Linked DNA regions of Sus scrofa: regions 1, 2, 4, 5, 6 and 7 are each linked to region 3. Evidence: chromatin contacts called from public Hi-C, HiChIP or PLAC-seq and promoter capture Hi-C data. All regions are on one chromosome and are shown on one strand. The core of a region is the stretch at or near the end of the contact, and the rest is flanking DNA. Distances in the headings are between cores, read along the strand shown. Region 1 holds the start of PLD2 (phospholipase D2). Region 2 holds the start of SPAG7 (sperm associated antigen 7). Region 3 holds the start of SLC16A13 (monocarboxylate transporter 13). Region 4 holds the start of SOX15 (protein SOX-15). Region 5 holds the start of SLC25A11 (mitochondrial 2-oxoglutarate/malate carrier protein). Region 6 holds the start of CXCL16 (C-X-C motif chemokine ligand 16). Region 7 holds the start of MINK1 (misshapen-like kinase 1).

What was found. Promoter capture Hi-C pulls out the DNA fragments that hold promoters and counts their contacts. A called contact is a pair of places that touch in the nucleus more often than the background predicts. HiChIP or PLAC-seq counts read pairs in DNA pulled down with a chosen protein or histone mark.
Region 1: a contact with region 3 is called in a Hi-C map of liver, with 3 times the contacts expected there. The contact joins the promoter of PLD2 here to the promoter of SLC16A13 in region 3. A contact is called at or near these places in 1 of 5 promoter capture datasets (liver) and 1 of 47 Hi-C or Micro-C datasets (liver).
Region 2: an H3K27ac HiChIP or PLAC-seq map of alveolar macrophages shows a contact between it and region 3. The contact joins the promoter of SPAG7 here to the promoter of SLC16A13 in region 3. A contact is called at or near these places in 1 of 5 promoter capture datasets (liver) and 1 of 2 datasets of contacts at active chromatin or transcription factors (alveolar macrophages).
Region 4: an H3K27ac HiChIP or PLAC-seq map of alveolar macrophages shows a contact between it and region 3. The contact joins the promoter of SOX15 here to the promoter of SLC16A13 in region 3. A contact is called at or near these places in 1 of 5 promoter capture datasets (fetal liver) and 1 of 2 datasets of contacts at active chromatin or transcription factors (alveolar macrophages).
Region 5: a promoter capture Hi-C map of liver shows a contact between it and region 3, with 4 times the contacts expected there. The contact joins the promoter of SLC25A11 here to the promoter of SLC16A13 in region 3. A contact is called at or near these places in 2 of 5 promoter capture datasets (fetal liver and liver), 1 of 47 Hi-C or Micro-C datasets (liver) and 2 of 2 datasets of contacts at active chromatin or transcription factors (alveolar macrophages and skeletal muscle).
Region 6: a contact with region 3 is called in an H3K27ac HiChIP or PLAC-seq map of alveolar macrophages. The contact joins the promoter of CXCL16 here to the promoter of SLC16A13 in region 3. A contact is called at or near these places in 2 of 5 promoter capture datasets (fetal skeletal muscle and liver), 1 of 47 Hi-C or Micro-C datasets (liver) and 2 of 2 datasets of contacts at active chromatin or transcription factors (alveolar macrophages and skeletal muscle).
Region 7: a contact with region 3 is called in a promoter capture Hi-C map of fetal liver, with 4 times the contacts expected there. The contact joins the promoter of MINK1 here to the promoter of SLC16A13 in region 3. A contact is called at or near these places in 1 of 5 promoter capture datasets (fetal liver) and 1 of 2 datasets of contacts at active chromatin or transcription factors (alveolar macrophages).

What each region holds. Positions count from the first base shown.
Region 1 is chr12:52,086,521-52,089,220 of Sscrofa11.1, reverse strand. PLD2 (phospholipase D2) reads left to right here and starts at 1,417. Exons shown (of 25, transcript XM_021067789.1): 1 at 1,417-1,579; 2 at 2,104-2,213; 3 at 2,303-2,433; 4 at 2,524-2,666. The coding sequence starts at 2,105.
Region 2 is chr12:51,947,620-51,950,486 of Sscrofa11.1, reverse strand. SPAG7 (sperm associated antigen 7) reads right to left here and starts at 1,574. Exons shown (of 7, transcript NM_001243921.1): 1 at 1,482-1,574. The coding sequence starts at 1,566. CAMTA2 (calmodulin-binding transcription activator 2) reads right to left here. Exons shown (of 23, transcript XM_021067750.1): 22 at 2,732-2,806; 23 at 1,784-2,647. The coding sequence ends at 2,584.
Region 3 is chr12:52,434,116-52,436,815 of Sscrofa11.1, reverse strand. It overlaps SLC16A13 (monocarboxylate transporter 13), which reads right to left and starts at 1,297. Exons shown (of 4, transcript XM_003131926.4): 1 at 606-1,297; 2 at 314-457. The coding sequence starts at 804. It overlaps SLC16A11 (monocarboxylate transporter 11), which reads left to right. Exons shown (of 6, transcript XM_005669186.3): 5 at 1-1,498; 6 at 1,800-2,209.
Region 4 is chr12:52,884,409-52,887,108 of Sscrofa11.1, reverse strand. SOX15 (protein SOX-15) reads left to right here and starts at 1,324. Exons shown (of 2, transcript XM_003131946.4): 1 at 1,324-2,700. It overlaps FXR2 (fragile X mental retardation syndrome-related protein 2), which reads left to right. Exons shown (of 17, transcript XM_003131974.5): 16 at 33-133; 17 at 479-1,177. The coding sequence ends at 574.
Region 5 is chr12:51,969,455-51,972,154 of Sscrofa11.1, reverse strand. It overlaps SLC25A11 (mitochondrial 2-oxoglutarate/malate carrier protein), which reads right to left and starts at 1,361. Exons shown (of 8, transcript XM_021067766.1): 1 at 1,100-1,361; 2 at 345-497; 3 at 52-258. The coding sequence starts at 1,194. It overlaps RNF167 (E3 ubiquitin-protein ligase RNF167), which reads left to right and starts at 1,344. Exons shown (of 10, transcript XM_003131906.4): 1 at 1,344-1,657; 2 at 1,795-2,298; 3 at 2,381-2,461. The coding sequence starts at 2,215.
Region 6 is chr12:52,144,835-52,147,566 of Sscrofa11.1, reverse strand. CXCL16 (C-X-C motif chemokine ligand 16) reads right to left here and starts at 1,374. Exons shown (of 5, transcript NM_213811.1): 1 at 1,299-1,374; 2 at 861-999; 3 at 494-576. The coding sequence starts at 1,362. ZMYND15 (zinc finger MYND domain-containing protein 15) reads left to right here and starts at 2,554. Exons shown (of 14, transcript XM_003131915.4): 1 at 2,554-2,732. The coding sequence starts at 2,586.
Region 7 is chr12:52,065,265-52,067,964 of Sscrofa11.1, reverse strand. MINK1 (misshapen-like kinase 1) reads left to right here and starts at 1,278. Exons shown (of 32, transcript XM_021067776.1): 1 at 1,278-1,701. The coding sequence starts at 1,645.

The DNA of each region.
Region 1 (2,700 bases), core at 168-2,667, 350 kb after region 3:
GCCACAATGGGAACTCCAAAAAAAAGTGCTTATTTATTTATTTATTTTGTCTTTTTGCTATTTCTTGGGCCGCTCCCGCGGCATACGATGATTCCCAGGCTACGGGTCGAATCGGAGCTGTAGCCACCGCCCTATGCCAGAGCCACAGCAACTCGGGATCCGAGCCGCATCTGCGACCTACACCACAGTTCACGGCAATGCCAGATCCTTAACCCACTGAGCAAGGGCAGGGACCGAACCCGCAACCTCATGGTTCCTAGTCGGATTCGTTAACCACTGCGCCACGACAGGAACTCCAAAAAGTGCTTTTTAATGGCGACTTAAAAATAGCCCTGGAGTTCCTAGTTGTGGCTCAGTGGTAACAAACCCAACTAGTATCCATGGGGACTCAGGTTCAATCCCTGGCCCCCTCTCAGTGGGTTAAGGATCCAGCATTGCCATGAGCTGCAGCAAAGGTCACAGACCTGGCTCAGATCCTGTGTTGCTGCAGCTGTGGTGTAGGCCCACAGCAACAGTTCTGATTAGACCCCCAGCCTGGGAACTTCCACATGTCATGGGTACAGCCCTAGAAAAAAAAAAAAATAGTCTTCGTTTGACACTTTCTTCACTGTCTCTATATTTTAAATGTGTACAATTAGGAATCAAATGAGTTTCGCCATTTCTTAAAAAGTTAAAATACAATTACATGACCCAGCAACTCCTCTCCTAGCTATTTACCCAAGAGAAATGAAGACATATCTACACAAAGACTTACCCAGGAATGTTTATAACAGCTGTAGTCATATAGACAAAAACTAGATACAACCCAAATGTCTATCAAGAAATATCCATCAACCCATTCCTCCATCCAGAAGAGATAAATCTACTTTTTAAAAAATGAAATATTTTGTCTTTTGTAACCTGAAAAATAGCCTGTTTTCCTGTTTGCTCTTCGGTAAGTTCCAGAAGAGCAGGTGCTGTGATAGTCTTGTTCACTATTGTACGCCCAGTGTCTGGCGCAGAGCAAGCGTGCAATAAGGAATGAATGAAAGAAAACTTGGGTACGTTAATGAACTAGTGGCCACCAGTCCTCAAGGCTTCCATCATTCCTTCCATCTGCAAATGCCAGCTGGGCCGGCCCGGGCATTTCTCCGGTCGCTTCTGCAAAGTGAGTCCGGCCAGAGGCCCAGGCGGGATGGGCGGCCGGAGGGGACCCCGGGGGCCCGCGCCCGCGCGGAGGAGGGTGCGCAGCGCCGAGCGCCCACAGGGCTGCGGCCCGGCACGTGCAGATCGACGGCGCGGGACAGCCGGGTGGACAGAGCCGCGCGGATGCTCGGAGCCTGCTGCGCGATCCCGAGGCGCAGAGGGCGGCCCCCAGTCCCCGGTAGCGCGCAAGGACGCCGGGGCGGGCCGAGGGCGGCGGGGGCGGGACAGGCCGGACGAGAATCCCGCGGAGGTGAGGCCGGAGGCCGGCCCGCCCCCGGGGGCAGGCCCTGAGCGCCCGCCCCGCCCCGGCCCGCTGGGGTGTGGGTTCCCGCTCCGGCTCTGCACCGCTCCCTCTGCTTGCGAAGCCGCGCCCTCGCCGGCTCCGGCTGCCCGGGTGAGGGGACCTGGGAGGGGGCGCCGCGGAGGTCCCGGGCCCGGGAAACAGGGCGGGAACGGGAGTGGGTCCTGGCTTCGGGGCCTCCGGACTCAGCCCCATGCTCAGATTTCGGGGTTTCCCTCCCGGGCGGGGACGCGTAACTTCCTCATTCCCGCCTGGACCCCTTCTTCCAGCTGGCTTGGCCTGGCTGGAATCCCGGCGGTTCCGGGCCCTTTGCAACCCCCGGGGTCCCTCCCCTGGCTTCTGCTGTGCCTTCCTTCGGGGCCTGGCCGGGTGTTCCTCGGCACGCTGGTTAGGGGACTGGAGGCGGAGCTCAGGGATTCTGGATGAAGGATCGAGATAAGGGATGGAGATTAGATGCGTTGCAGACCGATGGGCCATTATCAGGGAGAGGATGGGTGTCAGCGGGAGCCGGGTGGGGGGAAATGAGGGACCGACGGGAGACGGAGGACCGTGAGATGGGATGGGAGACAGGGTTCTGCAGAGCAGATCGCCTTCCCGAAGCTTCCCCGTATTCCTAGGATGGCGGCGACCCCCGAGAGCCTCTTCCCGTCTGGGGATGACCTGGACTCGAGCCAGTTACAGATGGAGCGGGATGAGATGGACACTCTGAGGGAGGGAGAGGACCCAGGTACACCCCGACGACAGCCCCGGAGGAGAGGAGGAGGAGGGCGCTGAGACCTCCTGGGGTCCACATTCTTCTGCTTTCTTTCCTGCCAGCTGACCGGATGCACCCCTTTCTGGCCATCTACGACCTCCAGCCCCTGAAAATGCACCCCCTGGTGTTTGCCCCTGGGGTCCCTGTCATAGCCCAGGTGGTGGGCACTGAAAGATACACCAGTGGATCCAAGGTGGCTGGAGGGGGCAGGGGAGGGCTGGTCGGAGTGGGGGGCTGCCACCCATCCAGGGAATGAGCATTCAGTTCCTCACCCCCCCCCCAGGTGGGAACCTGCACCCTCTATTCTGTCCGCTTGACTCACGGCGACTTTACCTGGACAACCAAGAAGAAGTTCCGTCATTTTCAAGAGCTGCATCGGGACCTCCTGAGACACAAAGTCTTGATGAGTCTGCTCCCACTGGCTCGGTGAGGGGGGACCAGACTGCCTCCTGGGAAGGGC
Region 2 (2,867 bases), core at 325-2,824, 490 kb after region 3:
TGAGGAGGTGGCATAAGATCATGGTTAAGAACATAGGCTTCAAAGTCACACCTGGGCTTGAAACCCGCCACTTAGTAACCATATAACCACAGGCAAGTGACTAAACTCTGAACTCCCTAGTCTGTTAGGCTTCCTAGTCTGCTAACGGCCGCTGGTGAACCCATCTAGACAGTCATGGTGAGCATTAAAAAATTCCACTTCCTATGTCCCAGGGCTCCCTTCTTCCTCAGAGCTTTCAAATCTCTGCCTTGAGCACTGTGCTCCCCTCTCACTTACCGAATTACCCATTCTTCATCATCTCAGCTCACTGCAGACTAGGTTAGGACCCTACTTGTAGCCCCTCTCATAACAATTATTTTTCCTTCAGGACATTGATAAAGCTGGTTTTTAAACTCCCGTGTGAGCATTTCATGTGGGCTCCTGGAGGGTACCCCTGGGCCCGAGTAACCACTCAGGACAGCAACTATGGATGATATAGTTCGATATTAGGCAGCACTTGAGACTTCGAAGGCAACCTAGCCTGCCCTGGCCCCACCTCGGACGGGTGGAGAGCCGGTGCCCGGGACATGGTCAAGGCTGGTGTCCTCCCCAAGGCAGTCATTCTGCCAGATTCATTCACACGTCTCAGAGCAGCAACCCAAAGAGAGGGCAGCCCCTCCCCGCGGGCCGCGCCCTGCGCTGGGAGCCCAAGTTGACAGGCCAGCAGGGAAGTTACTCGGAGAACACAGGCGGGGAGACTACCGCCAATCGGACCGGGCAGGGGCATTCTCATCCCTCCAATCAACATTCACTCCCCCCCCCGGGGGGGGGGTTCTGGCATTTAAGGGTGTAGATGAAGAAGGTTGGTTGGAGGAGCGGCAGAAGGGAGCGGGTTAAATCAAGAAGGCGGGGCAGAAAGGCGCCAAAAGGACTCAGCAACCAATTAGAGGTGCTGAGGGTGGGGTGGACTAGAGGAAGGTCGAACGAAACGTGATAGGTAGACGTTTAAGTTGAGGTGACCAATAAGGGTGAAAGGCTTGCGGATGGACGTGTCCGGGGCCCAATCGGAATAGGGACAGGGGTTGCCGGGACTCGAGCACCGAGAGGCGGGAAAGGCAGAGCGGTGGAACACGCCCCCCGCTCCGGTCCGAAGGCGGGAAGAGGAGCCGCCGCAGAACACCAAGGGGTTGGGTGGGGTTGGAGGCAGCCTACCAATCACAGCACGCCACCCGCGGACAGGCGGGCTCGTCGACGAATTAAAAAGAAGGACTGCGGAAGGCCAGGGTAGGGAGAGGAGAGAGGGCTGGCGCTGGGCTTCAGGTAGCCAATCAAGGTCCGCTAAGAACAGCGGGCGGGCCGGTAGCCCTTTTAGGGACTCCGGGGGTCTCTGAAGGGGACCGTGAGAGGTCTTTCAAGGTTGAGGAGGCGGGGTCGTCAAAGTGGAAGGAGTGAGGTCCTGTGAACCGGGCGAAAAAAGGCGGTTGTGAATTTGGGATCCTCACCTCGGGCCTTGCGCCGAGTCTCCTGGTCACCGAGGCTTGGTGGCTTCTCCATGGAGCTCAGGATGGAGCCCAGTAGGTCCGCCATCTTGGGAGTGACTGAGAGGGGGCGGTGCGTCTTAAAGGGAAGGGCAAAATGCCTTTAAGGCCGGAAACACGTCGGAGGCGGAAAACCACGCGCCCGCCCCGCCCAGCTCCCGTGCGGCGCTGACGCCAGCTGGGGCGCCCGGCGCAGCCTCCCAAGGGCGGAGGCCCCGCCCCGCCCCCCCCGCCCCCCACTCCCCGGTCAGACAGAGGCCGGAGGCTGGCTGGTGCAGCGATGTTTAATGGCAATTCGTAGAAACCAAGCCCATGCACAAGTAGAAAGTGCTCTCGTAGAGCCGGCTGAAGGCCCCCGCCGCGCCAGGAACCACAAGTCCGGCTGTGCAGCCCTCCCCGCGGCGCCTTAAATAGATTCTTCACTATACTCTGTATGTTACATTATGTACAAGCCCCCTCCCCTCGGGGACGGGGCAGGACTCCGCAACGCGTTCTTATATACACCCCTCCTTTGGCCCCGAGATCGGTGGCCGGAGTCGGTCGGGGTGACGGGGAAACACAGGGTCAGAAAAGGAGGGAACAGACGCAAACATGCGGAGTCGGGGTGGGGGCACAGTCAGCCCTGAAACACGAGGGGCGCGCGCGCAGTGAAGGCAGAGGTGGGACCGAGGCGGATACATTCAGAGACTCGTTGAACAAATAAATAAGGCAAGTCAGGAAGGGGCTGAGGTGGGTACAGGCGGGTTCGGAGATGTGGAGAAGGGGCAGGCAGGGCTCCGGAGGTCACAGCTGAAGATGCAGGTATGTGGGGCGTGGGTCTTCTGGAGCCGGGGACTCAAAGAGGGGGGCACGACCCGGAGGGAAGAGGAGAAGGAGCCGGGGGTGGGAGAGGGAGTTCAGCACTTCGGAGGGGGCGGGAGCGGAGACCGAGGATGGGCTCCTACAGAAGTGACGGGAAAGCTGCCAACGGGGGGTGGGGTGGGGGGGCTCCCCCTCCCCCAGAGAGCCCTCTCCCTGTTAAGACTGCAAGAAGCGGCCCCGGCTGATGAGAAAGGCGATGGAGAAGTCAGGTGGCCAGGCCGGGCTGGGGAAGCCCTTCCAGCTCCTGGTTCTGCTTCAATTCCCTCATCCTGCCGAGAGACAAGGAAGGAGTCAGGGGACACCGGCCGATCGGGAGGTGGGATGGGGGAGGCGGCAGGGCCAAATCGCAGCACCTGTGTCGGCAGCGCCGCAGGAATCTCATGATCTTCCGGGCTGCCTGGTCCTGCTTCTTGGTGAGAAAAGAGCCTCTGGTGGAAGAAAGAAGAGATGAAACCTCACACAACACGCGGGCATCCCCTGCCCTCTGCC
Region 3 (2,700 bases), core at 48-2,547:
TTCATTTGCGAGTAGCATAAGCTCATCTGTAAATAGGATAATGAAAAGTCCCTGCCGCCACTTCACAGTAACTCCAGTCCCACTAGCCCTGGGCTTGTACTTTCTGGATTCATCGTCTTTGAGTTTCCTGATCTTCCCTAACCGGTTTCTCACTTTAGTCACCTCTCTTTAAGAAGCCCCTCAGGGCCCAGGCGCCAGCCAAACCTTTCCCTCGGCTTCTCCCTAAGCCTTTCAAAGCAGCCAGAAGAAGGTAAAAAGTCCAGAGGCCAAAGACTCAGGCTTTTGACTCTCCGGCCCTTGCCCAGGGTCTCACCTGAGAGCAGCCCAATACTCAGGTACAGGTGGGTCAAAGAGGTAGCAAAGGAGGCGAGCAGCATCCCTAATGCAGCCAAGATGCCTCCAGCCATCACCACAGGCCTGGGTCCGAACTTCGTGCTCAGGGCACTGCCCACTGGGCCTGGAGAAGAGGAAAGGTTCTGGGGGAAGCGCCCAGGCGTCCTTCCCCAGCAACCACCCGCCCCATCTCCTTGACTGTCTCCCCCCACCCCCGCCTCCCTTCCGAGGGTCAAGGGTCGCAGGACTCTGGACCCAGGCGCAGCACTCACTCCCGAACTGCTGCACCGCGATTCCTATGGAAGCGATCCAGGAGACTCGCGCCGCCTGCTCCTCAAACGCCGCCACAAACTCCACAAAGAAGACGCCGAAGGAGCGGAGCACCCCGAACACCAGCGCCGACTGGAAGAACGCTGAGAGCACCACCATCCATCCCCAGCCCCCGTCGGGGGGCTCAGCCCTATGTGCCATCAGGGAGGCAACAGGGCAGCCGCCACCAAGAGACCTTCGGGAGCAGGGCTCAGGAGGTTGCGCCCACCCACCTGGCCACCCAGCCGGCCGGCTCCGGACCGCGCGGGGGCGGAGAGGATGGTAGCGAGGAAAGCACCTACGAGGGCTTGAAAGATGCAGAGAGGCTGCGTGAGGCGCCTGCGCCTTTTCCTTAGTGGGGGAGCGATATAGGTGGGGTGACCAGGCCCTCGCTGGCCCCCCGCGTTCAGCGCCAGGGGGCGTGGCTACGCTGGCGGTAGTCGAGAGTCCGGGCCCGGGTGGGACAGACGGAGGCAGGGGCGGCCATTCGGTCTAGGAGCCCGGGGGCGGGGGCAGCACTGGCTTTGAGCCCCACCCCTGGGGCGCCAGCCTCCGGGTGGATCATCAATCTTATCATCGGAAGGGTCAGCACCTGGCCAGCCCGGCCGACATCCCCGTCTGCAGCTCACCAATGAAAACGCGGAACTCCTCGGCGAGGGGCGGGGCCAGAGGGGCGGGGCGGGGTTTAGAGCCCGTTCCTTGCAGGGGCAACGAGCCCGGCGCATGCGTGAGGCGGGGACTTTCCGGGACCAAGTCAGCGGACCCCGCGTGACCCAGGAGCCTACGAGGAGGCTCCTTCGGTCTCCTGTCTACCTAGCGGGCTAATTCGACCAGATTTCAGCACGGAGACGTGCACGTAAGGAGTCCCTGGGGGTTGGCGGTGGGTGAACTACTTCAGGAGAAGATAACGTACCTGCTTAATGAGGGACCCAGGAGTTGAAAGGTGGGGCGGGGGTGGGTGGGGGAGGGGGTTCCGAGGGATTCTGAGATAAGACTAAACAAAGTATCTGGCCAAGCACCTGAGGCCACTAGAATCTAGCCGGCTAGATCCCCGAGGGATTCAAAGACCAAGGAAGGAGGCAAGGGAATGGGCTGTTGGACTCCTGCGCTGATTTCTGTAATAGGAACTCGTTCCTGTTCCCTGTTCCCACTAACAGGAAACCTACAGGTCACGGAGACCAAAAATAACTGGGGAGAGGAAGTGCAGCTCTGAGCTCACTGGAGCCCCACCAAGCACCCTTCTTCAGTGGGGCTGGAAACTTTTCCTCTGCACTCTAGTAACAAGCACTTCCTGACCACAATTTTTGATCTCATGGTGGGATAGACTAAAGAGACAAGCTGTGACCACCACTGGAGCAATAAGCCCCTTCTACCCCACCAGCACCCAATTTCTCCAGTCTTACACAGCGCTATAGGGCTCGGCTTCAAGATCTTTAGGACACTGACCTTGAAATGTGAGCTCAAGTGTTCATACCGGACAAGTGGGCTGGGATGAGGAGGGAGGCTGGGTACTTTTCAAAAGCGTATTGAATCTTTATATGTGGGAAATAAAAATAATCATGCCCCAGATGCTCTTTTTTTGGGGGGAGGGGGGAGTGGGGTCAGAACTTTGGCTGGTGGGGACTGCATCAAAGATGTGGAAATTGGTGTGGCTGTATGATCGTGCCTAAGGGCACAGTCTTTAGAATCAAATCAGAGTTTCAGTCCGGGCTTGATCACTTGTTAACTTGACCAAGATCTTGAACCTCTCAGCTGGTTTCCCTAGTTGTAAATTGAAGCTAATAATAGTACCTACTTTTAGGATTGGCAGGGGAGTTGAATTAGAAAATCTATATGCTATCGGAGTTCCCGTCGTAGCTCAGTGGTTCATGAATCCAGCTAGGAACCATGAGGTTGCGGGTTTGATCCCTGGCCTCGCTCAGTGGGTTAAGGATCTGGCATTGCTGTGGCTGTGGTGTAGGCTGGCAGCTGTAGCTCCAATTCGACCCCTAGCCTGGGAACCTCCATACGCCGTGGGAGTGGCTCTAGAAAAGGCAAAAAGACAAAAGAAAAAACCCC
Region 4 (2,700 bases), core at 75-2,574, 450 kb before region 3:
CCTTCTGAAACTCGGTCCTCTGCCTTCCCCAGTGACTGTGGCTGACTATATCTCCCGAGCAGAGTCTCAGAGCCGCCAGCGGCCACCCCTGGAACGCACTAAACCTTCAGAGGATTCTCTTTCAGGACAGAAGGTAGGCAAGCAAGATGTAGTTCCCCCTACCTCCTTTTTTGTTGTTCTAGGGCAGGGGGGGCACAAGAAAACTGCCAAAGAAATCTCTTACTAAATTGCAGAGAAGGTGTGTCTGACGGAGTGTAGGCTGCATTTAGAATACTGGAAAGTTTCAGTAGAGGAGAAAGGAAAGTTGGGTTCTTATTTTCTGGATCTGAGTAAATGTGACTAGAGTCCCATCAGGTGAACCAACCCCCGGGTCAGCGGATGCCTGGCGCAAGGGGACGGTAGGGGCTTGTCGTTACCTGGATTTCTACTGACCCTTCTCTTTTCGTCCTCTCCGTTTTCTTTCCCATTTCCCCCTCAGGGTGACTCTGTCAGCAAGCTTCCTAAGGGCCCCTCAGAGAATGGGGAGCTCTCCGCCCCCCTGGAGTTGGGTAGTTTGGTGAATGGGGTTTCATAAACCCTCCAGCCCGCATCCCTCCCTTCTCCATCTCGCTTGCTGCCCAACACCATGGCCCTCACAGGCCCGACTGACCTGCGCTGGAGCTGCTCTTATCTAGGGGGGAGGGGGGTGGCACAGCAGCTTGGGTCCCCCCCAACCTCCAGGAGCTAGTGGAGGGGTGTGTAACAGGGTCATACCCCCTCCCTCTTGTCCACCCTACCCCCAGGGTAAGGGGAGCCTCTCTCCTTCCCCATCAGACTGGATGTGCCTTTATCCTCTAATGCCCCAATCTCTCTCTGAACACCCCCATTCTCCGCCTGTTGGTGCGGGGTGCTCCTTGACCCACCCAGATGTGACAGTTCAGGGGGGTTCCCCTGCTATCCCTACTCCCGTCCTGTACCCCCCATTTCTGGGGCCTCATCACTGTGGAAGACGGGGATAGTAAGGGTCTAAGTGGGTGGGAGGCATGGGGAAGGTTTTGGAGTAGAACCAGGGGTGTGTATGAAGGGGGGTGACAAGGTCCCCCAGGGGAGGGGGGACCAACCTTGTCTGGTGGATGAGAAGGCGTATTTATTTTTCACTGTACAGTATTTAAAAAGAGAATAAAAAAATCCAAATGGCTCTCTGGTTCTTGCGCCTTCCTGTGCCAGTTTGGTCTGTCTGTGTAGGAATGACCTGCCCTGGCCCCTGGCCCTCGTTTCCTCTATCTCCACACCTGATTTCTCTAGCATTCCAAAGATGGTCTCCTTCTGGGAATTTCTGACATTCTTCAGATCCCCAGGCCCAGGTACCCTCCTGGGTCTAGAGGAGAGTGGCTTGCTGCCTCTCCCCTCCCTCAGGTGTGCTGGTAGAGGGAGCTGGGCCACTCCTATACCCTGAGTCACGACGGCGGGCCAGGTAGAGCTGGAGCTCTTCCTGCCAGGAGCTGAGAGCCAAGGCAGGCTGCTTAATCGGATTACCTGAGGCCTGGGGCTTGGGCTGGGCCTTGGGCAGAGTGGGGAGCAGGGTTCCCTCGCCCACAGCCCTGAGACCTGGGTGTCCAGCCCTCATTCCTCCTGCTTCTCTGCTCTGGATCCAGGCTTTTTTCTCCAGCATCCACGTCACTGACCTCTCAGCCTCAGGAGTCGTCCCTGCCTCCCTAATTCTGAGGTTTGGAGATAAAATGTGCAGTGGAAAAACCTGGGTTTGGGGGCTGTGGCTGGGAGGGTTTAAATTTTCTCACCTGGAAAGGGCTGCAATTGCCAACCCAAGCACCTGCTGGGATGACTCAGGAAACAGAAATGGCCTGCCTACCTCCTGACCGCCTGGCTATTTTGCCCCGGGGCACAGGTCAGGGGTTTGAGAAGCAGTAGGCCTCTGAGAAGGGGTGGGAGTGGGGGTGGGGTGTTTCACCTTCCTCCCAGCACAACTCTGACCCTGAGGGCTTTTGATCCCCTGGAGCTTGATCCCTTTGTGCAAAGGCATTGACTTTAATTTGCCAGTGCTTAAGAAGGGAGGGGAAGCTGTTCGAGCTCCCGGGGCTGGAAGGTCTGACTTCTGGGTCTTGGGTGGGGAGGGGGCGGGGTGCCCTAAGGGGGAGCGTTGGGGGCTGGGAGGAACGGGACACCTGGGTTCGCCTAAGGGAGGGGGATGTTGGCGCCCTCGAGGAGGCGCGGCCCACTGGGAGGGAGTGGGGAGGAGTCAGTCGTTAAAAGCTGTTCCCGGCTCTGGCCCACCCGCCAGCCACAGAAGCTGCGGCCAGGTGAGCGAGGCCTTAGGTACCCGGGCTGCGCCGCCTGGCAGCTGCGGGACTCCAGAGACGAGAGCGTGAGCGCTTGCCGCCTCCACCGAGCCCCGGGCCGGTGGCCAGCAGCGGGTACGGGGAGCGGGACAGGTCGGGGACCTCGCGGCAAGCAGGAGAGGAGAGCATAACCTGGCCCGGACAGGGTACCAAGAGCGGATTTCGCGCCCGACTCCCCAAACGTGCCGGATTGGTTGGGAGCAGGAGCGCCATTACAAGGACTCTGAACTTGGGGACGACATATACTTTTAAGGACACGAGTTTCTCTGTAACGACTCCGGGCTAGGAAGGCACTTCGGGTTTGGGGATCAACGATTCACTTTGGAGGCGAGGGCGTGTAGGACGCCCTCTTAAGGCTTCCCTC
Region 5 (2,700 bases), core at 112-2,611, 460 kb after region 3:
CTGGAGATTCTAGGGAACGGAGCTGGGGTCAGGCTCAAACCTGGAACTCACCGGCCATCAGCAGTCATGCGGATAAGAGCCACCTCAGCTGGCGTTCCCACAAAGGCACCAGTTGCGCCTGCAGTCATGCCAATCAGGGCCTTCAGCAGAAAGCCAGGGGGTGTACCGTCAGCCCCAGTCAGGCGCTCAAACAGCACGGTATAGATACCAAGGCGAGTGGTGGTATAGGTGGCCTGGCGAAGCAGGCCAGCTGACAGCCTGGGGAGCGAAAGGGTCAGTGCATCAAGCCAAGGTCTGGAGCTGCCAACCCACACCCTACCTCCCCCATCATCTGGCCCCAGTACCCTGTATAAATGCCCCTCAGGCCTTCCGCCCTCAGGATGCTCGTGAGGGCATGGAAGCTGGTTTTGTACTCTCGTGTCTTGGCTCCTTCTCCACTCAACTGCATCCGGTTCTTCACCAGGTCCAGGGGCTGTACAAAAACTGTTGCTCCCATCCTGGGGAAAGAAAGGGGTGGAGTCAAGTGCCAGGTGTTCCAGATCTACCAATGCCCCCTGGAACCTGGCAACAAGAGGTCACAAAGGGCAGGGTCTGCCATGTGACTGACCAAGTTTTAGGAGGCTGGCGGACATGTGTACAAGAGTCTCCACATGTACCAAGAGCAATAAGTCTGAAAAGTCCAGGGGTCCAGTAGGGGCCATGCAAGAAAAGTGCTCCATGCAGCTCCAAGGGTGTCAAGCAGGGATCCCAGGACTGCATGCAGTCGGACCCAAAGAAGAGAGGTGGGCACTTATGACCTGGGATCCCACGTTGTCCAGCAGGAGCCATGCAATGACCTGGAACCCCAAACAGCCCCTCAGAGCCAAGCAATGGGTTGGGAAACTCAGGCGGCCCGGCAGGAGCCGTGCATGCAGCCCAGAAGGGACCCTGCGATGGGTAAAAAGATCCTGGTAGCCCATCATGGATCTCGCACTACGACGGGGACCGCGCTGACCCCGTGCCGGCTCGGTTCACTCTAACAGATCCAAAGATGAGCCGGGCCTGGTTGCTTGCATCCGTCCTTTCCTCCTCCTGTCCCATCCCTGGGGCCTGAGCTTACCCGGCCAGGCCCCCAAACAGGAACTTGACCGACTTAGGGGAGGTACGGGGCTTCGCGTCCATCCCACCGGCCCCGGGACTCGCCGTCGCCGCCATCGCCACTCAATGGCCCTCGGCTCCCGGTCCCGTGCGCGCGCGGCCCCGCTCGCGCCCAAGGTGACACTGCGCGCGCAACAGGGGCGAGGGCGCGCGCGCACACCCCTCCGGCTCTCAGGTCCAGCGCTAGCTGGAAGTTGGCGCAGGCGCGAGCGCAAGGGCAGCCGGGAGTAAGGCGGAGCTGAAGGAGGAGCTTCCAGAATGGGTGCGGGAAGGGGTGTGGCTGATTTAGGAAGCCAGAGCATAGGTGCAATTTTTATCGAATTGGAGTCGCGGGAACACAGAGAAGAGGGTTTCTGAAGATCTCGCGAGATCTCGTGAGCTTAGACTAGCCCGAGTTAGGCAGTCCCTCGCGGTAGGTACGGGAAGCTCTCAGCAGGTGGGAGGGATGTGTGTGGGAGAACTCTCGCGAGACGTGAAGATACGGCGGCGGCAGTGGCGGCGGCCAGAGGGAGGCGGAGAGGTTTGTAAGCCAGCCAGTTGCAGGATCCTGGGCACTAGAGGGGAAACAACCAAGCTGTTGCCTGGGGCTTCGGTGCTCCTTTCGTCTGTACAGGCACTCCTCTCACCTCTAATCTTTTCTTTTAACCGGACTTTTAGGACCGGAAGTCCTTCGTCTGGAGCGTCCAATGCTGGAAGCGGCCTGACCTTCTTTGCCGGAAACCCTCTTACAGGGAATGGGAATACGGCCCACCTGGCCGGAAGTCCCACCTCCGTGATCTCCCCCCACCCTTCCAGAAGTTTTTCTGTCACCTGGGCTTGCTTCTGTTCCTTTCCCCCGTTTTATTCCTATACCAGAAAAGGGTATTTTTAGTGTCGCCTTCCCGGCTCCACTAAGGGGGTTGGCTATCTCACTCCCCGAGTCGGGGGTCCTTCCCCTCGTCCCCATGTAGCTGAGAAGGGGGACCTGGGGGTGGTTGGACCCCTGGGACCCTGAGGAAGGGCCAGAGAGGGCGCAGAACTCCGCTTCTGCTCCTGCTATCGGGACGCGGCCTCCTCCGCCTCTCCCCTCCCGCTGCCATGCACCCTGCGGCCTTCCCGCTTCCTGTGGTTGTGGCCACTGTGCTGTGGGGAGTGGCCCCCAGCCAGGGGCTTATTCGAGCGGTGAGTCTGAGGGGCAGATGGGGGAAGGGCGCTGAAGGGGAGAGGTTGCAGGCTAAAGGAGAGACATGGACTCTTGCCGCAGATCTCGGACCACAATGCCAGCATGGACTTTGCAGACCTCCCAGCTCTCTTTGGGGCTGCCTTGAGCCAGGAGGGACTTCAGGTGATTTTCTTCCCTTTTTCCTGTTTCCCAAAATTTTCCCTCTTGGATGATTGAAGCTGGAGGTAGAAGAGTCAAGTTAGGAACTTAGCGCAAGAGCACATCTGGCCTGGTGGAATCCAGAATCGGAGGGAGGAGACAAAGTCTACTCCTAGAACTCTGAGCCTTATGAAGGAGACTGAAAGTGGACCAAGATAAAAGGCACCAGGGGTGGTGCTTATCAGTAGGGTCTCTAGAGCCAG
Region 6 (2,732 bases), core at 125-2,624, 290 kb after region 3:
GCACAGTGGTTAACGAATCTGACTAGGAACATCCCTGCCCTTGCTCAGTGGGTTAACGATCCGGCGTTACCGTGAGCTGTGGTGTAGGTTGCAGACACGGCTCGGATCCAGCATTGCTGTGGCTCTGGCGTAGGCCAGTGGCTACAGCTCCGATTCGACCCCTAGCCTGGGAACCTCCATATGCCGTGGGAGCGGCCCAAAGAAATAGCAAAAAGACAAAAAGACAAAAAAAAAAAAAAAAAAAAAAGATTCGGGCATTGCGGTGGCTGTGGTGTAGGCTGGCAGCTGTAGCTCCCATTCCACCCCTAGCCTGGGAACCTCCATATCCCGCGAGTGCGGCCCTAAAAAGCAAAAAAAAAAAGAAGAAGAAGAAGAAGAAGAAGCAAGTACACAGAATAGGAATGTGAGGTGACTAAGGGCTGAGGCAAAAAAAAAAAAAAAAAAAAAAGTGCATTCCAGCTTGCTGACCCCTGGTGGAGGGCAGGGGACTCACCTCCGCGATCAAAGCAGCCCATCAGTTTCAGCACCCACTGGTCACTGCTGCCTCCACATACACTCCCACGGGGTAGCTGGAACCTGCGAGGAAGGACTCAGTCTCAGCGGTCTCCCCTCTCCACCTCCTACCCCTTTCCCAGCTCTTTCCTCGTTCCAAAGAAGTGAGGTCATTGCCAAGATTCGGCAGTTTCTGCTGGGACTCGGACATTCCAGGTGGGAATTCAGGGAAACGAAGGTGTGGAGAATTAGGGCAAAGATAACCCCGAGAGAGGGCCAGAGCTCCTCCCAGAAGGAGTTCGAGTTTGACCACAGAGGGTCCTGGAGACCCCGGGAGGCACTGCCCTTCCCGCCGGGGGTGAGATTACCTGACGTAGGAAGTACAGTGTTGATAGTGGTTCAGGTATTTCCGGAGATGTCTCATGTCGTGATCGGTCGGAGGGGAGTGGGAAGAAATCCTTCTATTGCAAGGACAACTTCCAGCCATGCTGCCTTCGTTGCCATTGCCTGAGTGGGAACGAGGCGGTCAGCACAGGTTGGACTCAGCCTCCAACCCAGAGCCCCAGTGCAGCCTCTCGCCTAGACCTCAGGATCTGCCCCCAGGTTCAACCCACACACCACACTCCGCAAGTACGTCCGCAATCACACCTGGACCCAGGTGTTCCCCAGCCTGTTCCCCAACCCCAAGCAGCTGGTCCTTGGGGACCCTGGCTCCCCGCTTCTTCAACCCAACCCCGTGGACCCAGTGCTCCCCACCCCTTTCCCGGGATTTGGGGATCTGGGCACCAGCCGGGGCCTCCCCGAACCTGGTGGAGTCAGCCACGCTAGAAAGAGTGCGAGCAAGAAGAACCAGAGTTCCCAGAGCGGCATCTTCTCCCGGCGGCCTCGCCCGGGCTGACACCCAGACGAGCTCGGGAGCCTGGCGTCCAGCTGCTTTCTCAGGAGCTTTCGTTTCCTTCTCCCGCTCCGCCTGACCATCGGCGAAGGCGGCGCGCGAAACGGCCGCGCCTCCCTCCCGGCGCCCTCACCGGCGCCCCCGGGGCCTCGAACGGACAGTACCGTCGAAGTCGCGTGATCGCCAGCCTGGGCGGCGGGGAAACTCCGGGAGGCGGAGCTCGTCCGCCCGCGCCCCCGCGCCCCCGCGCCCCCGCGCCCCGCCCCCGCGCCCCCGCGCCCCCGCGCCCCCGCGCCCCCGCGCCCCCGCGCCCCCGCGCCCCCGCGCCCCCGCGCCCAGCCCAGTCTCGTCGAGGGGCAGCCAGGAATGCACGAAGGCGAAAGAAAGCGAAAGAAAAGCCCAGGCTGCCCGGCCAGTGCCCGCTGGGCTGATCCGGTTCGGTCCCGGAATGCCAGCCCCGCCAGCCCGCCCTCCCCGCGATGAGAGGCTCTCACTTTCCCAGCCCGGGTCTGGGTGCGCCGGGATCCAATCACACCGCCGGCGTGATGGCAGCAGGCCAGTCCGCGCGCCCAGTCCCTTAAGACACATTGGGGGCGGCCTCCGAGCCGCGAGGGTGCAGGGGGCGTGCCACCCGAGGACTGGGCTGGGGGCTCGGGCGCCCTGACGTCACGCCCCAACCCGAGGTATTTACCTTCGAAAAGAGGTGGCGGCTGCAGGTACCGGAGTAGTGGAGCGGCCGGGAGGGGCTACGTGTACCGGGGCGCACCGCCAAACCGCTCCAAGTCGAAGGGAAGCCCGGGCTCCTGCTCCCTCCTCCCAAACCCATCGACGGATCCAAAATTCTTCCCTCACCAAAGCCTTTGCCATAGGATTGGCCTTCCCTTCCCTCTAGCCTCATCTCAAACCCTACCTTTGAGGATTTGAGCCTCAAATACCATCTCCCTCCTGACGACTCAGCCTTAACCCTCATCACCCGCTTTCACGTCTGGCCCCCATTTTCATCCTGAACTCCCATCCTCAGCCCTGAAAACTCCATTCTCCATCCCAACACTCACCCACAGATTCCACCGCAAGGGACCCTTAAACCCACACCCTCCCCCCTGTTGAGACCCAGCCCCAAACTCTCCCCCATACCTCTCCCTCACCATATATCCATTCCTCTGCTCAGCCTGGGCCCAGGTCCTGTGCCCCTGAAGACATGGAGTTTGTGTCTGGATACCGTGATGAGTTCCTTGATTTCGCTGCCCTTCTCTTTGGCTGGTTCCACAAGTTCATGGCGGAGCGTGGGGCTGTGGGGACCAGCCCCGAGGGCCGCTGGCAGCAGCTGGAGGCTCAGATCAGAAGG
Region 7 (2,700 bases), core at 29-2,528, 370 kb after region 3:
GGGAAGCAAGAATCCAGGTGCATCTGAATAGGCTATAAAGAAGTGGCCAGAAAGGAGTGTCTGCCCCTTTCCAAGGACTTTTTTTTTTAATTAAAAAAATTTTTTTTTAAAACTTCTTTGGGGCCACATCTGCAGCATATGGAGGTTCCCAAGTTAGGGGTCGAATTGGAGCTGTAGTCACCAGCCTGCGCCACAGCCACAGCAACGTAGGATCCCAAGCCGTGTCTGTGACCTACACCACAGCTCATTATCCCACTGAGCGGGGCCCGGGATTGAACTTGCGTCCTCATGGTTACTAGTCAGTTTCCTTAACCACTGAGCCACGATGGGAACTCCCCCAAGGATTTTCCATTCAAACCCTCCTAAGTGATATTTACATTATGGCTAATGGTGGGATCTCTCAGAGATACCCTTGTTGCTGGAAGAGATCAAGCAGCCTTCTTCAAATTCACAGTGAAAGAAAGTCCCAGAGAAGCAAAGCAACCTGCTCAAGGTCACACAGCGTGTCTGTGGCAGAACACGAGTCCTTGCTCTTTATATAGCGTTACCCAGCCTCCAGTGAGGCTAATGGCTGGGGGTGCTATGCCTACACGACTAGACCTAAGGTGACCCAAGCAAGATTTGAAGGGGTTGGACATACATTCCTCCTCCTCCCCTCCTTGCCACCCCCTCCCCCCAGGCACAGCTCCAATGATCAGTCAATGAATAATTGTTGAAACAGTTCCTTGGTGCAGAACAAGAAGTGCAGAGACAAAGGTCGGCTGTAGGATTCCCTATTCTGAGATCTGAGATCCCCTCTTCCACACTCTCCACTCCAGCCAGGGAAGGGGGTAAGGGGCACTCCTCCGGCAGTTAGTGCCCCTCTCCACTCCCCAGCTCCCAGGTGGTTTCTCCAGCCAAGTTTTCAACTAGAGGCCCCTCCCTCGGCGGCTCCACTGTTGCCATGGCAATTAGGTGGGTGGACAGCCCATCCTATCTAGAGGCCACCCAGCCCTCGCGTGGGGAGTTACCATAACAACCCCCCCTAGTAATAGAGGAGGTTGGGTCCCGCCCCCTTCCCCCGCAAATAGAGAGGTGGGTGGCTTGATTGGCAGCTGGGCACACGAAAGAAGAGGGAAAGGGAAGGAAAGGCATCAAAGGAGAGCTCGGAAGGAAACGGGGGAGAGAAAGGGCAAAAAATAAGGGAAAGGAAGGAAACGCGTGTGCGCACGCGCGCCGGCTGGTGGGCGCGCTCCCCGGCCGCCTCGGCCTCCGCCCACTTCTTCCACGCCAGGCTCGCGCGGCCGCTCGGTCCTCGCGCGCGCCTTTCGCTCTCCCGCCTGCGCCTGCGCGCAGGTGTCGGCGCCGAGGGGGAGGGGGCGCTCGGCGCGCTCGCGTCACGTTCCCTCTTCCACCCTCCCGGTGCGCGGCCACTCGGCGCCTGCGCAGGACAGCGGGGAGGCTCGGGTTGCAGGCTCTGGGGCGCTCGCTCCTGTCAGTCGGTGGGTAGGTCCTCCCGCCGGCCCTCCCCCTCCCCGTTCTCCGGGGGAGGCGCGGTGGAGTCCGCCCCCAGGATCCCCCGATGGGGGAGAAGCGGCGACGGCGGCAGCGGAAAAACCGAGCCGGAGCGTGAGCGGCCCCGGGGCCCGGTTCCCCGCGGAGGCCATGGGCGACCCAGCCCCCGCCCGCAGCCTGGACGACATCGACCTGTCCGCCCTGCGGGTGAGCGCGCCGCCCCCCAGCCTCGCCCTGGTTCCAGTCCCCGCCGCAGGGGAGCGGGCGCCCGCACGCCTCGCGCGCTCCCCGGGCGCCCTGTCCCCCGCCGCGACCCCGGCCCCTCTCCCCCGCGCCCGCCGCAGCCGCCGCCGCCGGGCCCCCGCCCTCTGCTCCCGTCGGCTCTCCACGCGCTGCAGATTCTGGGAGCTAGTTCGGTCCCCGCCCTGGGGTGCCCCGCCCCCACACTTCCCTCCACCTCTACCTTTACTCCGGTTCCGGACCCCCTTCTCCCAGGTGCTTGAGGGTCACCCTCTGGCTCCCCTGAACCTGTAGGATCACCTCCCTGGCCCCTGACCTCCTCTGGGGCCTCTTTCCCCCCTTGCTCTTACTTAGGTCTTCTTCCTCCCCCTCCTCTTTCTCGCCTCCTCGAATTTTGACTTTGCCACTGCCTTGCCAGCCTCGCCCTCGTCGCCCTTTCTCCTCCTCGCCCGGCCGTGAATTGCATCTCTTTCCCGGTCGGCACTCCAGCCTCCCCGCTCGGCCTCACACCTCCCACCGCCGCCCTCATCCCCCTGCACAGCTCTCCCCGTGCCTGCGGTCGCGTTTCAAGTGCAGCAGTCCAGAACCAGGCATTTCCGGTCTCAGGGTCCCCGCATATTACATTACCAACTCTGCAGCAGTGTGGGGCTGGGAGGAAAGACAAGTGCACTGGGGGAGGAGGGGACGCCTTTCTTATCTTCAGAAACTCTGGCCTGGGCCGGGAAGAGGATGTTTATATGTATGTACACACACAAACACAACGCAGCCTGTGGTCCATCAGGTTTGGAAAAGCCTGGGTATTCGTGGCTTTGCTGGCGGGAGGGGGAGGCAATGGAGATCTCGGGGGGGGGGGGGGTTCATTAGAAAAGGGATCCGAGGAAACCACTGCAGCAGCAATTTCTTGCAAGTACCCATTTGTTGTCCCTCCTGGGGTTCCTGCGTGCCCTCATTTGGGAGCTTTCAGAA